Linked DNA regions of Mus musculus: regions 2, 3, 4, 5, 6 and 7 are each linked to region 1. A link is a contact called in public Hi-C, HiChIP or PLAC-seq and promoter capture Hi-C data. All regions are on one chromosome and are shown on one strand. The core of a region is the stretch at or near the end of the contact, and the rest is flanking DNA. Distances in the headings are between cores, read along the strand shown.

Evidence for each region. Promoter capture Hi-C pulls out the DNA fragments that hold promoters and counts their contacts. A called contact is a pair of places that touch in the nucleus more often than the background predicts. HiChIP or PLAC-seq counts read pairs in DNA pulled down with a chosen protein or histone mark.
Region 2: an H3K27ac HiChIP or PLAC-seq map of embryonic stem cells shows a contact between it and region 1, with 2.4 times the contacts expected there. The contact joins the enhancer-like site here to the promoter of Cpped1 in region 1. A contact is called at or near these places in 14 of 39 promoter capture datasets (the 3T3-L1 cell line, the C10 cell line, the HPC-7 cell line and 8 more), 7 of 115 datasets of contacts at active chromatin or transcription factors (the 230-238 cell line, astrocytes, bone marrow-derived macrophages and 3 more) and 2 of 9 other capture datasets (embryonic stem cells and liver).
Region 3: a contact with region 1 is called in a promoter capture Hi-C map of pre-B cells, with 2.9 times the contacts expected there. The contact joins the enhancer-like site here to the promoter of Cpped1 in region 1. A contact is called at or near these places in 15 of 39 promoter capture datasets (the 3T3-L1 cell line, 3T3-L1-derived adipocytes, the C10 cell line and 7 more), 4 of 15 datasets of contacts at CTCF or cohesin (CD8 T cells, the NIH/3T3 cell line and large pre-B cells), 2 of 484 Hi-C or Micro-C datasets (CD4 T cells and pre-B cells), 16 of 115 datasets of contacts at active chromatin or transcription factors (the NIH/3T3 cell line, T-cell acute lymphoblastic leukemia, astrocytes and 11 more) and 3 of 9 other capture datasets (adipose tissue, embryonic stem cells and liver).
Region 4: a contact with region 1 is called in an H3K4me3 HiChIP or PLAC-seq map of bone marrow-derived macrophages, with 6 times the contacts expected there. The contact joins the enhancer-like site here to the promoter of Cpped1 in region 1. A contact is called at or near these places in 5 of 39 promoter capture datasets (3T3-L1-derived adipocytes, embryonic stem cells, pre-B cells and 1 more), 1 of 484 Hi-C or Micro-C datasets (the HL-1 cell line), 7 of 115 datasets of contacts at active chromatin or transcription factors (astrocytes, bone marrow-derived macrophages, embryonic stem cells and 2 more) and 3 of 9 other capture datasets (adipose tissue, embryonic stem cells and liver).
Region 5: an H3K4me3 HiChIP or PLAC-seq map of bone marrow-derived macrophages shows a contact between it and region 1, with 3 times the contacts expected there. The contact joins the enhancer-like site here to the promoter of Cpped1 in region 1. A contact is called at or near these places in 5 of 39 promoter capture datasets (the 3T3-L1 cell line, the C10 cell line, hippocampal neurons and 1 more), 1 of 15 datasets of contacts at CTCF or cohesin (the NIH/3T3 cell line), 1 of 484 Hi-C or Micro-C datasets (reprogramming fibroblasts), 4 of 115 datasets of contacts at active chromatin or transcription factors (astrocytes, bone marrow-derived macrophages, embryonic stem cells and 1 more) and 1 of 9 other capture datasets (adipose tissue).
Region 6: a contact with region 1 is called in an H3K4me3 HiChIP or PLAC-seq map of bone marrow-derived macrophages, with 4 times the contacts expected there. The contact joins the enhancer-like site here to the promoter of Cpped1 in region 1. A contact is called at or near these places in 7 of 39 promoter capture datasets (the 3T3-L1 cell line, 3T3-L1-derived adipocytes, the C10 cell line and 4 more), 1 of 15 datasets of contacts at CTCF or cohesin (the NIH/3T3 cell line), 6 of 115 datasets of contacts at active chromatin or transcription factors (T-cell acute lymphoblastic leukemia, astrocytes, bone marrow-derived macrophages and 2 more) and 3 of 9 other capture datasets (adipose tissue, embryonic stem cells and liver).
Region 7: a contact with region 1 is called in a Hi-C map of CD8 T cells, with 4 times the contacts expected there. The contact joins the enhancer-like site here to the promoter of Cpped1 in region 1. A contact is called at or near these places in 20 of 39 promoter capture datasets (the 3T3-L1 cell line, 3T3-L1-derived adipocytes, the C10 cell line and 10 more), 10 of 484 Hi-C or Micro-C datasets (B cells, the C10 cell line, CD4 T cells and 7 more), 11 of 115 datasets of contacts at active chromatin or transcription factors (astrocytes, bone marrow-derived macrophages, cardiomyocytes and 6 more) and 2 of 9 other capture datasets (adipose tissue and embryonic stem cells).

What each region holds. Positions count from the first base shown.
Region 1 is chr16:11,907,841-11,910,818 of GRCm38.p6, reverse strand. Cpped1 (calcineurin-like phosphoesterase domain containing 1) reads left to right here and starts at 1,396. Exons shown (of 4, transcript NM_146067.3): 1 at 1,396-1,553. The coding sequence starts at 1,484. The region is part of intron 2 of Gm9961 (predicted gene 9961); the gene reads right to left.
Region 2 is chr16:11,525,410-11,528,109 of GRCm38.p6, reverse strand. All of the region lies in intron 14 of Snx29 (sorting nexin 29), which reads right to left. Among named protein-coding and RNA genes, the nearest start is that of Gm32100, 57 kb to the left of the region's middle. Within about 2 kb of position 1,434, at least 99 of the 459 cell types and tissues checked have an H3K27ac peak or open chromatin away from gene starts, as enhancers often do. A contact at or near this core is called in the HPC-7 cell line, embryonic stem cells, hippocampal neurons and 1 more, where this site is marked.
Region 3 is chr16:11,575,985-11,578,684 of GRCm38.p6, reverse strand. All of the region lies in intron 15 of Snx29 (sorting nexin 29), which reads right to left. Among named protein-coding and RNA genes, the nearest start is that of Gm32100, 6.4 kb to the left of the region's middle. Within about 2 kb of position 1,379, at least 44 of the 459 cell types and tissues checked have an H3K27ac peak or open chromatin away from gene starts, as enhancers often do. A contact at or near this core is called in CD8 T cells, T-cell acute lymphoblastic leukemia, memory CD8 T cells and 1 more, where this site is marked.
Region 4 is chr16:11,490,986-11,493,901 of GRCm38.p6, reverse strand. The region is part of intron 13 of Snx29 (sorting nexin 29); the gene reads right to left. Among named protein-coding and RNA genes, the nearest start is that of Gm32100, 91 kb to the left of the region's middle. Within about 2 kb of position 1,386, at least 3 of the 459 cell types and tissues checked have an H3K27ac peak or open chromatin away from gene starts, as enhancers often do. A contact at or near this core is called in bone marrow-derived macrophages, where this site is marked.
Region 5 is chr16:11,602,287-11,605,129 of GRCm38.p6, reverse strand. All of the region lies in intron 15 of Snx29 (sorting nexin 29), which reads right to left. Among named protein-coding and RNA genes, the nearest start is that of Gm32100, 20 kb to the right of the region's middle. Within about 2 kb of position 1,254, at least 37 of the 459 cell types and tissues checked have an H3K27ac peak or open chromatin away from gene starts, as enhancers often do. A contact at or near this core is called in bone marrow-derived macrophages, where this site is marked.
Region 6 is chr16:11,549,329-11,552,304 of GRCm38.p6, reverse strand. The region is part of intron 14 of Snx29 (sorting nexin 29); the gene reads right to left. Among named protein-coding and RNA genes, the nearest start is that of Gm32100, 33 kb to the left of the region's middle. Within about 2 kb of position 1,709, at least 12 of the 459 cell types and tissues checked have an H3K27ac peak or open chromatin away from gene starts, as enhancers often do. A contact at or near this core is called in bone marrow-derived macrophages, hippocampal neurons and microglia, where this site is marked.
Region 7 is chr16:11,424,139-11,426,838 of GRCm38.p6, reverse strand. The region is part of intron 11 of Snx29 (sorting nexin 29); the gene reads right to left. Among named protein-coding and RNA genes, the nearest start is that of Snx29, 100 kb to the right of the region's middle. Within about 2 kb of position 1,293, at least 37 of the 459 cell types and tissues checked have an H3K27ac peak or open chromatin away from gene starts, as enhancers often do. A contact at or near this core is called in CD8 T cells, Th1 cells, intestinal villus epithelium and 1 more, where this site is marked.

The sequences.
Region 1 (2,978 bases), core at 147-2,646:
TCCAGCCCAGAGGCTGGGCTGCCCTTCCCCCCCCCCCCAGGGGCTCTTCCCTATATAGTCCAGACATTTTGTTACCCAGCCTTTTTGTACCTTTGGCCTCCTGGCTGCTGCACCTGGTTCTTTTCTTCCCTCCTTCTCCTTACCCCTTCCCCTTGCCCAGTATTAGATTTTCACAGATGTCTCAGCTTTTGGCTACACTCTCCCACAGATAAGCTTTCTCCTCCACCACACCTAGGGGGAATTCATATCCTTTCCCTTCCTTTTTATTTCTTTTTCTTTCGTTCACAACTAGCTGGGGACAACTTCCAACATGAGCCTACGGGAGACATCTTATGTGCAAATTACAACATCATCTAACTTTCTCACCAACCCAATAACCCTAGGTATTGTTATTGTTCTCATTTGACAGGTAGGAAAACTGAGGTGCAGAGCAACTAATTTTTAAGATCATACCTAAAGTAAGTGGTAGTATTAGGATAAACCCAAGTAGCTGAGACACAAGCTCATTTGTATTTCTGTCCTAAATTGCTAGGACTTATATCTGACTCTAGTTCAAGGTCATGGGACATCATCCTAGCTCTGTTAACCATACGAACATTTCAGGCTTACACTTGTTGAGAAGAAAATTTAGCAACTTGGCAGATCCTAGGAATTCCCCTGTAGTGCTTAATAAATGTATCCTCTTTTTGGAGATCTGAATTTAACATTTTCCACCTCGAAATCTGGATTGCTACCAAGTGTGAGGGTTGTAGTCCAGTGTAACGGCTTTTGAGTTGGATAGATTTTGTCTTGCTCACCTGCAGCTCTTAGCTTTCAGGAGTTGTGTCTCTCTCTGAGTGTCAGTTTCCCCATCTGACAAGTGCAGTCAATGAGGTAACAAGCAAAACACAAAGTACTTCGGGCAATGCCTGTTACCCAGCAACAACAGTGACAGAATGACAGTGGCAATGTCCAGGCAGTCAAGATGCCTTAAAGACTCTTGAGATTATGGTGGGCAGTTTGGAAGGGTTGCAACATAAAACTTAGGACATCAAATTGAAATGGAATTTCAGATAAACAATATTTTAAAAATAACTGCTTAAGTATCTCCCAAATACTGCATGAGATATATTTAAGCTAAACGTGGGTTTTGTTGGGTTTTTTTGTTTGTTTGTTTTTGTTTTGTTTTTTCCTATTCTTGTTAACCTGAAATCCCAAATTATGAAGCGGCCCGATGCGTGTTACATAAGACAACTCCAGGCCTCAAAGCCTCAACCCCCAGTCTGTTCCAGTGAAAGTTGGATCCTGACCCCGGGAGGATCCCACTAGGGGTGGCAATCTCCGTGTTCTGCCCAGGCAGTACTAGCAGCACCCAGAGCGGCCCCGCCCCGCCCGGCCCTCCTGGAGGGCAGGTTCCAGAAGCTGTTCCAGGCGGGGCTGCCGGGTGGTGTGGAGTCGCTCCCTCCTCTCACAGAACGTGCCCAGGCAAGGCCAGTCGCTCGCCATGTCCGCTATGGAGGCGGCGGATGTTTTCCACAGAGCCCGGGGCAGGACCCTGGACGCGTTTTCCTCAGGTACTGCTTGGCTCTTCGCCTGGGAAGGGGGGCACTCCAGAGCTGCAGAACCTTCCGCGAGGGGAACCTTCCGGTCGCGGGCGCTCACTTCTATCCGGATCCCTTCGTGGGTTGCACACAGCACCGGGGACCGTTGTCGGAGTTGTTCCTCCCTCGCAGTGTTGGGTGCTTCGCTGGCCTTGACTTGACCTTGCAAACCACAAACTTAAAAAATAAAGCAAACAAACTAAACAGAAGCGGGGCGGAGGTGGCAGAGAAGTGAATGACTGCTTGGGCTCTGCTACGGGGCCTGTCTTCTCTCTTCCTTGGCAAGCTTCTGCGGGGCAGCTGACAAGCGCTGTGTGTGTCAGGGGCTGTCAATTGTAGTGAGAGTGTTTTTATATCCAGTTGCTTACTGTAACCGTAGAAAGGGAAGGCATTCTGGTCCAGGTAGCGTTCTTGGAAGTTGGGCTTAGATAATCTGACCCAGTCTTGCCTCAAAGGGAGCGTTGTTAACACATCAGACTATTTCTGTAACCTTGGGTGTGGAACACATGCTGGGTGTTAAGCAAATGATAGGCCCCAGCAACTCAGAGGATACCGGATTGGTTCCTGTTTCCCTGTGTTTCCTTTGGATCTTTGGGGTTGATTCTTCTCTGGCACTTGGCTTAGAATCACAGGAACGCTCGCCTTGTTATCCAGCCTCTAATTTGCCTGAACTGCTCTGAAAAAAGAATCAGGCCCGTTCCAAACCCGGAGGGCCTTGGCACCTGCTCTCCTCTGCTCACCTGGTGGGACTTGGAAGTCTGGCACCTTCTCAGCCTTCACATCCTATTTTCAGGTTCATTTCCTCAGACTTACCTCTGCCTAGCTAGCCAAAGAAGATCAATCCTACAGTTCTCTGCTAGGCCTTTGTTTCTTTTCCCCTCCTTGCAGTTCAAGGTTCTGCACAGGTGCGCACAGCCAAAAATCCACTGATGGTGGACTGGGGAAAGTCCAGTCTGCAGTGTTGCCATTTTCTACAGATTTTAATGTGTCTTAGGTTTTTGTTTGTTTGTTTTCCCAGCCTACATGTTTTTGAGATGCCTCCTATTCTAAGTAGTTCTCCTTCCTTCCTTCCTTCTGAACAGTATCCCATTGATTGCGCATTCGTGCTGTATGTTTTGTTAATGGATGTGCTGAGTTTTACCAACTTGGTGTCTTTCTTGTCTTTGCTTCTCCAGATTTCTCTTTGCCACAGTGCTCTAGGAGCGACTGCTTGCAGGAATGAACTCTTTGTCCTGATCCTTAGATTGGCAGGAGAGCTGGGCAAGAAGACACTCAGCCAACCAGAAGCTCCCACGGGAGATTAGGGGGAGGAGAAACAAACACCTGAATGTGTATTCCTGCACTTGATGCCCTTCCAGGGTTCCCCTTTGTAGACTGTATTCCTCCCTAGAAGGCCCT
Region 2 (2,700 bases), core at 185-2,684, 380 kb after region 1:
CTTAAGTAGACTAGGTCAAAACTGGGAAGATGGGAGAGCCAGCTACATAGCTGGTGCATGTGCATGCGAGTGCAGGGCCGGCAGTGGCAACTGCAGTAACCAGCTCGCCTCTCAGAGGCTTTGAGAAGCACAGCATGGGGTGTGAAGACATGGATACAATAAACTGAGTCAGCCTCCTTCTACTCATCCTCCATGATACCGAGAGAAGTCCAGGCATGGCGGTACAGACTTGTCATCCAAGCTACTCAGGAAGATGAGGAATGACTTCAAGTTCAAAAACAGCCTGCGCTATACAGCAAGTCTTTGAACAACCTAGATGACTTTGTGAAACTTGTCTCATAATAAGTGAAGATGGCTGGGGATGTGGCCAGTGGTGAGTGCTTGTCTACAGCTGGGGAGTGCCATGTGGTCCTGATGTCTGCCTCCAGCACAGAAAATCAAAAATGAGAATCTAAGTCAGGCAGAGTAGGCATGTCTATAATCCGAATAACCAGGAGACCGAGACAAGAGAGTCATAAGTTCAAGGACAGCCAGATATATAGAACCTTAGAGAAAGTACCGAGCTCAAACCCCCAAAACCAGGTGGTCTCCATGAGCTGGGAACGCATGCCCTGGCTGTCCTGTGCTATAAGCATGATGAGGTTCTGTCACCCAGGTGACTGTCCCAGCCCCAGGGCCCTACTTCCTGCTCCATTCCTCCCTTCCCTGTACTATCTGTTAGCAGCAAACTGCTACTCTCTTCAAGTACCTAGGATTACTACAGTGCGCCTTGCAGAAAATGCTGAGTGAACAGAGCTAAAAGGGGAGAGAAAAAGAACCTTCTCCATCCCACGATTCATGGGTGGGCAAGCGTAGCACACAAGCCCGTCACTGGCATGCCTCTGCTCCCGTGCCAGGGAGGTGCGGCTGAGCAGCAAGGCAGACTGTGCGGGAGGCATGCTCGCTGGACACCCAAGCACATGTTTATTCATTTTTAGAAAGCCTGCGGTGCCCTCCCCCTTATCCCATGAAATCTGACCATCCTACTCAGCTTCTATTCCTGTCCCTTGCTCATTTGCGTAATTTTAACACTGCAGAATATAGCTAGCCTAAGAATATTTTTTATAATTACACCCATCACAGGAACTGTCAGTATCTAATGAAGGATAATTTCAGCTATTATAAGAAGCTTAAAAGATCATTTTCATGAATAATTCGTAATATGAATCATTAAATTCAAACAATGTCAGAAATTTCAAAAAAAGAGAGAGAAAAAAAAGAAGGAAAAAAAGAAAAGAAAAGAAAAATATTTTAGGTGCCTAAAAGTCACTCTCCCTTTAAAGGCAGAGTCTGACGAGCTCGGAAACCCAAGGTTGAGTGACAGTGGGGAGGAAGTAATGTGGAGGTTGGGTTGGAGGTTTCTTCTGGCCCTGCCTATCTCTCCAGCTCAGCTCAGCCCTGCTCCTGCTGCCCACACCCAAGATGCAAGCCCTGAGCCCCTCGGCCTCCATTCTAGTGTACCTGCCCAACCCGCTTCCTCTGCCAAAACAGGAAACACCCTGGTCTGGAAACAGAATGAATGCACACAGTGCTGGCTCTGCTGGTAAATACCCTGAGCACCCAGATCCAGCCATAGCTGGTTTCAACTGTCTGCTAAAGGCGAGGGAAGTTAGAGTAAAGCGGCAGGCCTCACAGACCTTTCTAACAGCAGGATCACAGGTCTCCTGTCTAGGCTGGGCTAAAGCCCAGGAAGCGGACTGCAGGCTGGCTGCTGGGGTGGGAATGTGCTTGAATGCTGCTGGAGGGATAGTCAAGATCTAGATCTAGATGACACTGACTTCCAGGGCTGCCATCTGTCCCTATCGGAGGCACTGAGGTCTTTGTGCTCACCCCCGCCCCCACCTGCCAGCCTATACATGCAGAGAATGATTTGTGAGCAGACAGCACACCCATGGTGATTCCAATATTCTGATACCGAAAGGATGACCCAGAAAAGTTCTATTAAGTGACAGTGTTACCTGGAAAAGACAAGGCAGGTCTGGGACCTCCAATTCCTCCAAAGGTCAGCTGATAACTATTTTAGTGTGTATTTTAGAGGACACCCCCTTCCTGTCTCTGCTGGAACTATCTAGCTATACAACTGCCTCATGAAAGCAGCCATCAGTGATACTAACAAATAGGTGTGGGCATGTCACAATAGAACTAGATCTACAGTTCAAATCCCAGCACCCAGATAGCAGCTCACAGCCTATAAACTCCAGTGCCACGTAATCTAATACCCTCTGCACAAACACATATGCAAGCATGTGCTGCACAAACATACAGCCAAGGAAATATACAGAATTTTTTTTAAAAACTGGGTTTACAAACAAGGCAGCTTGTTCCCAAGCCAACCCAGTATGCTCGAATCACATTTGGAGAGAAAAATGTAGAGCAGGTACACGTATCAGAGAGCCTAAGGTCTGTCTGTGTACATTCATATGTATCATTCATTTCTGGTTACTTAGAGAACTAGAAGAGATGGGTGACTAGGGATCATTATATTGCTGTTCAAAACCTGATAAAATATTCAATTACACAAAAAAGAGAATGGGACACAAGCTACCTCAGGACTGCTCCCACTGAAGCTAGTTCTCTTGTGATAGAGTCAAATCCCAAAAAACAGCCCTCTATAATTCATACTCATGTGGGGAAAGGGGAAAAATAATAACTGAGAATCCA
Region 3 (2,700 bases), core at 130-2,629, 330 kb after region 1:
TTGTCCAAAAGAAGAGCCTTGGATCATCTTCCAAGTGTGTCTCTGTGGAAGTTCGCCTACTCCTTCCTAAGTACTCCAGACTCCCGGTCAGAGGCAGGCCCAGATTCCAGGCCGCCACAAAGACAAAACCAACACTTAGGCATCTGAGCAGCCTCCTCCATCTCTGGTTGGATTTTTTAGACAGAGTCTCAACTATACAACCCAGGTTGGCCTCAAACTCAGGATCCTCCTGCCTCCGCCTCCCAGGTGCTAGGATCACAAGTGTATTACATTATACCCAAATGAGACAAAGAGAATCCCTTATCTGCTATGAGGAAGGAGAAAGCACATGGCTCAGATGAGGAGCTACAAGCAGAAGAGTGCTGGCAACCCAGGAGCAGCACAGCATCTCCAGGGACTAAGATGAGCTGAGGAATCAGTGCTCACTGCTGCTGGCTGCTGAACAGAGGCTGCACTCCTGCATACCTCAGGATCCATGAAGAAAAGGAGGGCAGAGTGCTTGGAACTTCTGCTCTACCAAGACACAGGCCACGATGAGAAGGACACAGAGCTTCTTCTTGCCCTAACCAGGCTCTGCTAAAGTCCCAGAGTAGAGCTCAAGGAGGGCAACTGGTCACACTCCACTGAGAGCCTGAGGCTTAGTGAGGCCCAACAGGAAGTGGTAGATCAGAACTCCTCTGACTTTGTGGCATCAAGTGTCCTCCAAGCCACCAAACTCCAGAATTCAATGTCAAGAAGAAGAAGGATCAAAATCTGAATGCTGCCCACATCTTACATTTCCTGGAAGCCAAAATGGACTGGCCAACTCTAGGGAGATTCGGTGAAACCACAGGAATTACTTAAAAGAGAGAAAGAAGTAAGAGTCTTAGATGTATCCAATGTCTTTGAACTTCAAAACCTCTAGTGAGAAAAAAAATCTGAAGTTTCAGATCTTCAAGAGAGAGGGGAAGGTTTACAAAGAAAATTGTGAGCACGGTTACTGGAAGTCCAAAGGAGGAGGGAGGAGCCATGCAAAACAGCTGTAGTGAGGTGCTAACCTCTGCTGAGCTGCCTTAAAGCCTTGCTCCAGACAGTGCATGACTCTTCCCTGAAGCCTCCCCAGGATCACCACCTCCTTAATCTTTGGCCTGGTCTTGGGATAATGAATGCCTGCTCTCTCTACATCTAAGAAATTTGATGGCTTTGCCACTAAAGCCACTATGCAGTGAAGAAAACAGAACTCCATCTAGAGGAGTAAAGGCCACTGAAGGAGCATCAGGACTTCTTCTTTACCACTGCCAGCTCTATCAAAGGCTCATGGGCATGGAAGGCCAGAAGACAGGACAGAAGAGGAGGCACAGGCTGGCTGCTAAGACAGTGCTCATAAAGCTGTGTAAGAGCCTGCTGCTCTGGGCCCTAAGCTTAGCTTCCCTCAACCCTGAGCATCAAAAGAGAGCCTACCTCCTCTACAGAGCTGAAGTCTTTTGTCTTTCTTTTTGCTTTTTATTTGTCATGCTGGGGATTGAACCTGGGGCTTCAACCACACCAGGCAAGTGCTCTCTCCTGAGCCATGCGCTCCTATTAGACATCTAATCCCTGCCATCAGAGGCCACATTTGGGACTTCTCTATCAGCCTAATCTGGGGCTCCACATTTAACACCCTACACATATTTCACAGGGTACCTAAATTCACTTAGTAGACTGTTGTTGGTATGTGTTTATGGAGCACCAACTGCATGCTGAAGCTGAGGTACTTAACAGACTCATGGCCAGAAAAGCTCTGTCCACATTAACCCCAAGGAGCTCCAGGTCACTGGAGCATAAAATAACACAAAATATCTGTTAGACAGATTGTCACCTTCTTCTAGAGCTAGGCATTGCAATGTCATCCCTCCCCCTCCTCATCCTCCTCTAGGCCCATCTCAAACACTAATGCTGCACAGAATCCATTAGCTGCCACTGCTTGTCATACAATGTACTAAGTCCCCCCGCATCTCACTCTAGAATGCCATCAGTGAGTGTCCCTTCTGTTCTGTCACATGACCCCTTTTCCTTCAGTGAGCTCCGGTTCCCAGAGCACAAGCAGAGGTTATAGGTTTGTAACATGGTTTCCTGCTTCTTCCTTGCTGAGAAATCTAGCAAACCAATTGACTTTGCAAAGCTGTGATCAGTAACCACAGAGCACTGGACCTTCTTTAGGTAACTCTTTGGTGGGCATAAGCCATGGGCATGACATCTCAGCTTACTGCCTGGAGCTATAGGCTAAAGAACACACCAGAGAGTCAGATGCTACATCCCCCATGTGTTCTCCTGCTGGATCACCCTACAACTGCCACAGCCCTCCCTTTATAAATCTGTCACCTATGACAAAATACCTGGGAAGGGCAACTTAAGGAAGGAAGGATTTGTTTTTAGCTCACGGCTCACAGCCCATCATGACAGGGAAGCCATGCAGGAACCTGAGACAGCATGTGTGTGTGTCAGGAAAGAAAGATGAGGCTGGTGTATAGCTTACTTTCTCCTTTTCATTCAATCCAGGTCATAGAAGGGTACTGCCCATGTTTAACACAGGCCTTCCCTCCTGTCTTAGTTTCTATTCCTGGACAAAACATCATGACCAAGAAGCAAGTTGGGGAGGAAAGGGTTTATTCGGCTTACACTTCCACATTGCTGTTTATCACTGAAGGAAATCACGACTGGAACTCAAGCAGGTCAGGAAGC
Region 4 (2,916 bases), core at 137-2,636, 420 kb after region 1:
ATATACCAAGTATACCCATGTAACTGCAAGCTTCTATTTCAAGACATGCCAAAAGACAAGGTACAGATGATGCAAGCCATGGAAGAACAGAGCATACCACAATTAGAAAGTGCAACACTGAGGAAGAACATAGGAGCCCAGAAAAGCACTCGGGAAATGAGAAGCAGCAGGAAAGGGTCACCAGGAAGGCACAGGCATGGAGCAGTCTCCACTGAGCAAGGTGCGAAGGAAGTGATTCAATGACTTAAGAAAGTAGCAAATGCTCAGGACAGGCAAGGAAGACCTACCACACAGAGACAGGCGCCCGGCCGAGAGGACAATAGGAGTGGCCGCCCCACAGGATGCAAACAGTTCAAACTACCTGCCCCAGAGCCCAGGCAAAACCTAAGAATATTGACTATGAGGGACAACATCAAGATCTATTCTAAGAAAATCACCTGCCTCAGAGAGAGAACAATTCTGGGCCAAGTGCCCTCTGAGGAAGGAGAGTTAGATTAACCTCCTCTGACAGCAACACTTCAAATGAATGTCCTGGCTCTTCAGATACAAGAAAATGGGATCTAAAGACTGGAAATCAGCAGAGCCCTCTGCTCAGTGCTGCTGCCTGAGGCTGCTGCTGGCCTCCCCTGCAGACCCAGAATGAGCTGGAAAGGAGCAAAAGCCTCACACGTGTGGCAGTGAGTGATGCGACCAGAGAGTAAACCTGCAGACCCGGGCGACTGTGCACTCTGCGCTGGCAGTAGAGACACACACACTGGCTGTGTGCTCTGGTGATGGCACCTGGATTGAGGTGAGAAGGACTGGCACCTCTAGGCACTCATTAACATGTTAGTAGCAAGTTTGAGACTGTTTTTCTGAGACTGTATAGATATGCATGCACAGGAATATATATACACATGGGAACCCCTACTTAAAATATCCGATGGTTTGGGATTCAGAATACCAAATTCAGGGCGATAAGGTTGTTTGCTTAGCCACTTATACTGTGCAAGTGCCTTCGCCCACCAAGCCACCTCACCAGCCCAACCTTTTATATTGCATTTGCATATTCTGTTCCCCTTATACAAGGACTCACAGGATGATATCATAACAACATAACTTATCAACTCATTTGCTTTAAACCATACACACAGGAGTCCTCAGAACAATAACACTCAAGTTGCAGCAAGAACTTAGAAAGTTAGTGTGTCTATCCAGCCAAATGCATTTTTAGCACAGTTTGCAAACAAACTCTACAGTGAGAAGAAAGCACCATTCAAGTTAGACTGAATTTACAAACTTTGATAACATGGTGTCCACATAGATCAGCAGCCACTGTAGTTACATCCAAGAAACAAGCCCTCCTTCCTATACTTGCTTGTGTCAGGAGTTTTGGCACAGCAACAAGGAAAAGGAACTAATATAGTCAGCAGTTCCCATGATGGTGGGGAGATGAAGCCTGGAACACACACTTGATAATCACTGGGAGGCTCTGCTCAGTAGCTAGAAAACAGCTGACCGAGAAAGGAAGACCAAGGTTGGCCACACAGTGCTGTCCTGACAATGAGGGCCGACATGCTTATACCAATGCTGTCCCGCCATGATTCCAGGTTTCTGATGATAGACGCTCGTCATACCATGACAAACTGAGTGTACAGAAGTTAGAAAATACTGCTAAATGAAAAATGGCTGAAAAAGAGTTGTGGCCCAGCATGGTATAGCATTCACTAGCATGGGCAAGACTGTGGGTTCCACCCCAGGAAAAAACGAAAGAAGAATGGTGGGGAGGAAGGAAAGGGAGAAAAAAAATCAAGCATTAGCACCACAAATGTGATTTAAAATATTGACCTCATGGTAGATGGCTGATTTGTAACATAGGCAGATCTCATCTTGGTAAAGCTGTCTATAAAATGACAATGACTGTACACCACTACCTCCCAGGAACCAAAATAAGGCAGGCTGTTAGGGATGAAACAGAACAAGACCAGTGAAGGCTGCTCCTGAGATGGATGTCTCTATGTAAGATCCTGCCCAACACAGACCCACAACAGAGGAGAAAGAGCACAGGACAATCATGCCTAGAAGCAGAGAGAGAAAGGATCCAACCACAGATAGAAGTGTCATCTACAAAAACACTAGCCACCCAGCCTAGCTCCACTCACAACTAAACTGTGCTGTCATCATCTAGCTGCCGGCAATGGCCACACCCAAAAGAACCAAAACTGAGATGAATCCCCACACAGTCTATCCTAAAGTCAGCAGACGTTCCCCACCAACTACTGCCTTGGTCACAGACCCTGAGCATCAACACTTGAGATCTAGACCCAATGTGGTCAATCCCCTGTCATGGTTAAAACTAAAACAATGTGTGTATTAGTGTATAGAAAATGATATTACGTATGATATATATTATATATAAAACTCCTGGGACATACTCACACCCTGTACTGCAGAAAAGGATATCAGGGCATAGGAAGTTTATGGCTTATCCCAAGATTCAGGCTTTGGACTTAAACCCAATAAAAACCTATGAGCTATCAGTCCAGTTGCACTGCTGTAACAAAACACAGATCTTAAAACTGGAAATCCAAGATTCAAAAGTCCTCCTGCAACCTCTCTCTTTGACTTACAGACTTTCATCTTCTGTTGTAGGATATTTGATCACATTGTGAACCCCACGATTGTGAATGGGGAAAACCTGTTTCTTGTTGTAGCCTCCCCCAGCCTTGAGCAGGCTGATTCAGACCTTGCTGCCACTGAGAATGAGACCACCTGGGGTGGAGCCTTCAGACCTAGATAGTTCTATTCTGTCACCTGCCACTGCTCTGCTCCAAGAGGCTGCTGAGAGGCTAAACCTGTCTTCCTGAGATATTCCTGAGATAGCTGACAACCTGTAGATTTGGCGACCTAATGCTAACAGCTCTGACAGACTAGTGT
Region 5 (2,843 bases), core at 5-2,504, 310 kb after region 1:
TTAGCTATTACTCATAAAACTGCTTTAACATGACTTTCCTGGCAGGCATGACTACTAAATGAACAATCCCCGCTAGATCCAAATGTTAATTTGCTCAAAAATCTGTGTGAAATGACCAAGTTTCATGCAGAGGTGTTCCTGCTGGTCCATAAGCTGACATGCATAAGCACATGTATAGGCCTGCACATACACACAGGCACACATGAAAACTTGCACAACATACTCTCAGGACCCAAGCTCCACCTTCCCCTTATTTTTTGTTTTTTGATCTAAGGTGAATATAGTAGCAATCTATGATTAACAATAGCAAAAAAGCAACAAATGGCTAGGAGGTGGTGGTGCACATATTCAAACCCAGCACTCAGGAGAGAGAGGCAGGTAGATCTCTGAGTTCATATCCAAACTGATCTACTCAGAGAGTTCTAGGGCAGTCAGGGCTACACAGAGAAACCTTGTCTTGAAAAGGGAAGGGAAGGGGAAGGGGAAGGGAAGGGAAGGGAAGGGAAGGGAGACAAAGACAGAGAGACAGAGAGAAACACACACAGAGAGAGAAGAAAAGTAGCTAATATTTCACTGTAGTTTCTTGTAATCCCCCTCCATAAAGGTGGAAGGGGGTGTGTTCTAGAACTTTTCTTCCGGTACCTGAAACACAGGATAGAACTAAACTTATCTTTATTCTGTAAATATACAAATATAATAAAGGTTAATTTATAAGGAGGTAGAGTTTCTGCAAAGATTACTTTAGAATTCTTATTGAAATTGCTGTTTCTAGAATTTTCTCATGGCTGACCAGGAAATAGGAAGCACAGTAGTGTGGAAAGAAGGCCAGCGTGGGTGAAGCAACAGCTGTGTTCTATATCGGACTTTAGCCCCTAGGGAACTGGAGTGGCAAGATCATTTCCATGTGAATATGACACTGACCCATGCTCTCTTGTCAGCTGGACTATATTGCCTGAGAGAGTGGACAAGTCCACACAGTTTCAGTGACTTCCTGGAGGGTGGGGTGCTGCTACCAGCCTTTTGCTTGCAACAGATTCTAAGACTCCTGGACTATGTGCTGGGCAAACCCCGAGGTTCTGAGGTAGGATACCAGGCTCTGGTACCTGCCAGGATGCTTCCTTAAGCAACCACTGAAACTCTCTGGGACCTGGCTTCCACATATTCTGGAAGATGGTGACCCCAGTACCCACCTGCAACCCTGGCCCACAGACTTGCTGCTCCTGGGCACTTCCAAGGCTAGGTGATTGAAGATGAGTTACTGCCCTGGGCCACAAGGGGCCACTATTCCCTGTTCACAGTATCAGGTACCAAGTCACAGCTACAGCACACTACAGAACTTTCTGCAATAACCAGGGAAATCAGGCCTCTGCCAGGTTATCAAATGCTCAAAACAACTCTCTGCAACAGTCCTTCTGCCATCCATTTCACAGACGAAAACACTAAAACCCACGTCTACCAAGACACTGCCTGGTATCGCCCCCACCTCCCAGCACTGTGCCCAATACAGGCAGCGGCAAACAAGGTGACAGTAAACAACTGCAAGACATGTGGATCCCTGAAGGAAAAGGCCTTTGGGTCAAAAGGAAGAATGAGGAACTAGACTCAGTATGGATGCAAGCATTAAAACTATGGTCTGAAGCCTAGTGGGGTAACACAAACATCTGGAATCCCAGCAGTGGTGTGGGAGGGCAGATGCAGAGACAGAAGGATCCTCAGAAGCACATGGACAGGGTGAACTACAGCTAGAAGGCAAGAACTGAATCAACTGTGGCCCTCTGATTTCCATGTATGTGCTGGGGCATGTACATACCTGCACATGAATAACCCTCATGCATACAGGTGCGTGCACACGCGTGTGTGCACACACACAAACACAGATTGCTCGGACAAATGTATTAAGTCCAACACCACTGGGTAAAAAGCAAAGGGACATTTCATATGTTTACAAACACATCCTCAGTGACCTAACACATGCTTCTATGGGCCAGCAGAACCATGGGCCAGCAGAGACCAAAACACAAATAAGACAGATGCATTCAGCATGCAACATGTACAGGAGATGATAATTACACATGCTCCTGTTTACTGCAGAGGACTTGGAGCAGGGAGCACAGATCACTCTCCATTCATGTGACATTCTTGAAAGAGGCAAAAGCCATTAGTGGGACCAGGTCAAAATGAGAGCCTAAATTATCTTGACCGAATATTTCTACTGAGTCCCAGGTTGCTTTAGACAAATATTATGCAAGGCACTAGCACAAGAAAACCCAGAAGAGCAAGCAAAGCCCTTTCAGCCATGTAGAGCTGAATATCCTGCCCAAAAGCAACTTTGGAGAGGAAAGGGTTTATTGTAAGGAGTCACTGAGGCATGAGACTGAGATGGCCAGTCATATCATGTCCACAGTCAAGAGCAGAGAGAAAATACACCTACTCTGCTTGCTCATGCTTGGCTAGCTTGCCTCACTCCTCCACAGCTGAGGGGCCAGTCCATGAAATGGTGCTGCCCATATTCAGGGTAGGTCTTCCACCTCAACCAACCAAGACAACCCTGTAAGACATGCCCACAGGCCAATCTGATCTAGATAAATTAGAATTAAGACTCACTTCCCAGGTGATTTGAGGTGTGGCAAGTTTATGGTTAAAATCAACCAACACAAAGACTTGGTTCAAAGAACCTGGATGTACTTTAGCGTGCACAGCCCCAGGGTTGTCTGCCTGGACCCCACCCAGCCCCAAGAACGTGGAACTGCATCTCTACCATGGTATGGGTGTGGTTTGTCATCCAAGAAAACATGACAGCATAGAGGCTATGTGAAAACCTTTAAGAGGTGAGGCCTGCTTGT
Region 6 (2,976 bases), core at 460-2,959, 360 kb after region 1:
AAAAGAATGTCAAGAGTGTATTGCCATGTTCCATTCATAAAGCCTGTGCCCAGGACATATGAAAGGTGTTAGGGGACAGGGCTGGTACTCCCCTGGGGTCTCACAGACCCCTCCTCTTCCAAGAATGAGAGCCTACCCTACTGAGTAGACTACTCTAAGGTTAAGATAGCAGGAAAGGTAAGGGAAAGTGTGATGTGAGAGGGTGAGCCAAAGAGGTGTAGGTTTTAAAGAATCTTGTGTGTGTGTGCACATGTGTGTTTGGATGTCTGAGTGCCATGGCATATACATGTTTCACAGCATGAGTGTTGGTCCTTGGTTTCCACCTTTGAGATGGGATGTCTTTTTGCTTGCAAGTCTGGTAATTTGGGGGGATATCCTAGCTCCACCTCCCATCTCTCTGTAGCAATGCTGAATTATGGATACATGATACAGCACCTGGCTTTCCATGGGATCTGAGGATCTGAACTCAGGTCTTCATGCTTACGCAGAAAACATTTTACCCATTAAGCTGTCTCCTCAGCCCAACGTGTGGTTTTTAAAGAATATAGTTATTAAATACCCATTATCCACTTCACCTGAGGTTGACTTCAAAGCCAACTGTTCTGCTGGTGAGCAAACCAGCCCCTGCTAATTGGAATCTTCCAAAGGGGTTCCCCAGAATGTTCTATTAGTGATTTTCACCATTCATCCTATAGAGAACCCTACTAGAACAGTGGACTTGGAAACAGGCTTGCCCAGTGACAAAGTCTTAATAGTGTCCTACATAACCCACCTGACTCTTCAGCACACCTGGAAAGTGGTTCTCCTGTTTCACAGAGAAGCACCCTGCTGTGATGGATATCAAATAAACCCACTCAGGTTCTGGGAAAGCCAGAATCAGGCCTTAATCAAGTCTGTGGACTCTTCTAAAGAGATCGAGTATAACTAAACCCTATAGCTATCAATCTAGTCTAATGCCCTACATGTGTCTGGCCAAAGTAAAGGACTCAAGTAGGGCACTAGCATCCCTGAGCATATCAGAAGCATGTATATATTTTCTTTGTATAGGGGTGTCTGGGAGCTGTGTGCATATATGCACCTGCATATGAAGAACAACCTTAGCTATCATTTCTCAGGCATCTTAGCTGCTTTTTTTTTTTTTAAAGACAAGATTTTTCCAAACAGCTTACCAAGTATGCTAGGGTGGCTGGAGTGAGCTCCAAGGACTTGCCTGCCTGATTCTGCACTACTAGGACATACACATGCCAACTGGGTTTCCTATGGACCTCACAACAGCACGGAAAGATTTCCTTTGTAACTTAATGTCTGAGCTACCTCCCTAGCCCATGAACTTTCTCTTCAGCCCACTAAGCCCTAATCACATGGCCATTTACTCTAAGCTTGGCAAAGCCTTTCTCAGAAATATAGAGTACCACTCAAACTAGAAAACACCAACAAACAAGGAAATAAATATGGAGGTTAATATAACTATTTGATACACTCTTTTCATTAAATCTACCAGCCTTAGAAGACAAAGCTGTGGTAGGGGGTCCCCAGAGCAAGCTGGCTACTAAGACTAGACTATAAGCATTCAAATCAGACCCTGCCTCAGTGCCTGAGGTAGAAGAGCAATCAAAGATGGTTCCCACCATCCACCGTAGGCCTCTACATGCATATGCATCCATGTGTGCCTTGCTCAAGTCTGCTTCTCCTCTCTTGGTGCTTTTAGCTGACACCCACACAGTCACACTGACACACTAATGTCTGTCTGCTTCCTCCCTGAGTGAGAAGATCAGCTGGTGCAGAGGCGATCAAAAGGGAAGAATGCCCTCATTTTCTGCTGAGCCAGGTTTGGTTTGGACTCACTAGTAATAACAAAAGCCAGTAAAATCAGATATAACACAACTCCTGGAACCCATGCTCTCCCCTGAGGGGGTTAGTCGACTAACTCTCTGTAACCACTGAAGGCGAGAGGTCATTTCCAGGGTAAAAGTCAGGTACACACTACCAACACCAACACCGGCAATACCCGAGATCAGCAGTGATGGTGCTTCCAAAGCTCTGACAGCTTCCTCCACCTCCTCCACCACTCACAAGCCACTCTCCTGCTACAGAGCTTTTAGGAAACCATCTAACTGTTGTCCGGAACATTTGTCCCCAGTTTTGTCACATCACTGACTCTCCCACAACCAAGTGAGCCCAGCTCCAGGGAAGACATGTAATAAGGCCTGACAGATGAGGGCTAACAGGGCTACGGATTCCCAAGTGAGCTAGAGGTGGAGCCATCCTATAACTCATACACTTCAGGACTGACACTGGTTAGGAAGCCTCCCTCTTCCACCGTGGATTTGAATTAAGGAAGGGAAGCAGACTCATTAGTAACAGCCAACGTAGAAGGAGAGAGAAAGCCGGGCAGTGGTGGCGCACGCCTTTGATCCCCGCACTCGGGAGGCAGAGGCAGGCAAATTTTCTTTTGAGGCCAGCCTGGTCTACAGAGTGAGTTCCAGGACAGCAGGCAGCCAGGACTATACAGAGAAACCCTGTCTAGAAAAACCAAAAAAAAAAAAAAAAAAAAAAAAAAAAAGGAGAAAGAAATGAAGACAAACATGAAAAATTAAAACAGACAGACAGATCCAAAGACAGACAGGATCCTTGTAATACCAGCACCCTGGTCATCCACCTTGTGATCTGGATAAACATTTTATCAAATATTATATCATGAAATACTCCTTTCATATAAATTATATGAGCTGTTTGCAGGGCTTCTCTACTCCAGATTAAGCCAAGTGTCTTGTTTTGTTTATAATAATGAATTCTATAGATCAGACAGACAAGCACTTATGCTTAATAACTATCAAATTTCTCTTAAGGACTCAGGTAGTTTATAAAATTGCAATTAAATACTGATTAATCTTTCAAATCTGATCTAATTTTAAAAGTCATGTAGAAAATATGAAAATTTGACATTAAAAAAAGCAAGCAGGGACTCACAAATAC
Region 7 (2,700 bases), core at 44-2,543, 480 kb after region 1:
CTGCTGGATCTGAAACTCGATACTTAGATTTATATTGCCACAGCCAGGAAACCAGAAAGGTATAGATCGGTGTTTTAAGTACAGTTCATCTTTTTTCTCCATAACTATGGAAGGCCACGGCAGGGTGTCGGGTGAGACTGGGCTCCGTGCTCTGGCTATGCTGCTGCTACTCCAGGGAAAATCCCCTGCCTGCTGCTGTCTGACAGCATTTCCTCAATGCTTCCCAACAGTGACAAGGGGTAGACACCCTCAGTGTCCACGGTACTGCCGCTGGGAATGGCCTCTCTCAAGCTGCTTCTCTACCCCACTCTTCTTGGCAAGTATCCCCATCTCTCCAAAGGCTTCTTTAGCCCTACCACACCCATGCACAAAGCTTTCCATCCCTCCAACTCAGGCCACCCTACGGACTCCACCACACAGGTCTGTCCCCTCCTCCCTCCCACTCCTGGCATCGAGGGTGAGGAATGTCTGTGTTAGTGTCAGTATCAGCTGCAGCACCCGATCAAAGGTGTTCACGCTTTCAGGCACTGGGCTGGGGTGACAGTGCACAACCTCAGGGCTTCTGCTAGGATTTCCTGCTCAGGATGCACTCCTGAGAGAGGTGTGATGACTGAAAGCGACAAGAAGGCGGTTAGTGCCCACGGGTGACAAAACAGCCATGTCACTCCCATATGACTCCTTCTATCCTGTGTCACTCCCATATAACCCCCTTCCCTCCTGTGTCACTCCTTCTGACCCCTTCCTTGTCCAGTTGCCATTCGGCCACATCTCACTTCCAGTCTTTGACCTCTCTGTGGTCAGGATCCACACTGCAAGAGCTGAGGGTGCTGCTGAGCACTGAGTGACTCTTAGTCCTCACAGCAGCTATAGGAACCTCATCCTGTGCATTTCAGTGATGGGAAAATTGAGGCACAGAGTTTATAAGCCTCACCCTTCCTCCCATACCTAGAACAGTGCCCACTATGTGACAGACATTTAGTAAACTTTTGGGGAGTGGATGAACAAATTATGAAGAACTGAGGTGTGCCTATATCATATCTGGAAGCTTCCAATTTCTGACAGTCGCTGTCATCCAGGAAACAAGATTCAGAAGGAAAAGCGAGTCTCCAGTGTTAGCAATCTCTGTTGCGGTATCCAGGCACAGTCTGTGTGACTAAGTCACACAGGACTTGGACTGTGACCTGTTTAATGGTCACTGTTCATCCTAAAAAGATCTCATCATTGAACCCTCAGCCAAGCCCTGGGCTAGATGCTGAGCCCTCCCATTGGCTTCCAAGTGCCATAGTGCTTCTTAGTTTCATTTCTCAAACGTCCAGTGTTTGGAATAGTGTTGCTAGGCAATGAGCCAGCCTGCCTCACCTCGACTGAGACTCCCGTCACATGATATCAAGAGAAAAACAGACTGAGGCTTAGTGAGGCAGTGAGCATCGAAGTGAGCAGCGAGGGGCATTGCTCTTGCCCTCTCCTCCATGGCCTGACATCAGAAGTGACAAAGAAATGAGCAACTCGAGTTGCTTGTCTCCCCGCTTTCTCTGAACCCCAGGAAAGAAAAGGAAGGCAGTGGTCAGGACTCAAAAGCCATGTAAGTATCAGTGGCTAAGCAATGATAGCAAGGGAGAAACAGTTTCTAGCTAGCAGTATGTGCCCTTCTAAAGTAGACCAGACTCCCCTCCTCCCCTCCAAAGCCATCACTGTGGGGACAGCCTTACAGGAAGCTATGTGCACATCACCTCTGCCACCCCACCTGACTGTTGAAATAAGGCACCAGCACTCGACACCCACAACTGAGACGCAAAACCCCAAGGTCTTTGCACGGGGAGGGGAGGACAGACAGCAAGGACAGAGGCACAACCTGGTGCTAAAGGACTGTCCACCAACAACAGGGGAAAAGGCTCATTACAGTTCTCAACTCCCAAATACAGAAACTAATTCAAGAGTGGAGAGAGGCAGCAGTTACAAAGGTGGGGGGCACAGCAATGAGTGTCCACCGGGTGGATTCCCACTACATTTGCAGCCTCAAGAAAGACAGATGGCGTCAGGAAGCCTCGTGCTCAGACCACCCGCTCTGGGCTGGTCTGCAGGTGCTCAGCCTTTCACACTTCACAGCGAGGGTGACAGAGCTGAAGAGACAGCAAACACCCACAGGAGTCATGAGCAGTCCCTAGAGTCTCATCATTTCCAATAGGTCCGTTCTTTTCTTAAGCTTTCCAGCAGCTATTCAGCACCCCTGTCCACCACAAGGATACTTACTGGGCACAAAGAGCCTGTTGTCCCTGGTATAACCACAGTCAGGCTTTGCCGAAGGCATTCTCATGCCAGGCAGGGAGATCCAGGGTCTCCTGGCACGGCCACATATCCCCTTGGGGTTGAAATCACCCCAACTGAGAAGATTAAGCGTCTAGAGAGGATTAAGGGTACACATCCAGGAAAGGGGGCTTCAGAGGCTTGTAATTGTAGGGATGCCATCATAAAACAAAAACCATGTCCACCCATTTGGAGGCCTAGACACTGTGTTTGGAATCAGTAAATGAATCCTTTAAGGGTGCTAACAGTCTCACCTACAAGTTACTGAACACTTAACACGTGTAACTCTGAGATACATTTTTCCAATCTGTCTTTTCAAATTGTAAGGTACAACTCTTCTGAGTATGTTTCTTGTATATATGCGTTTAACCTTCACAAACCCACCAGAGGAGCAAG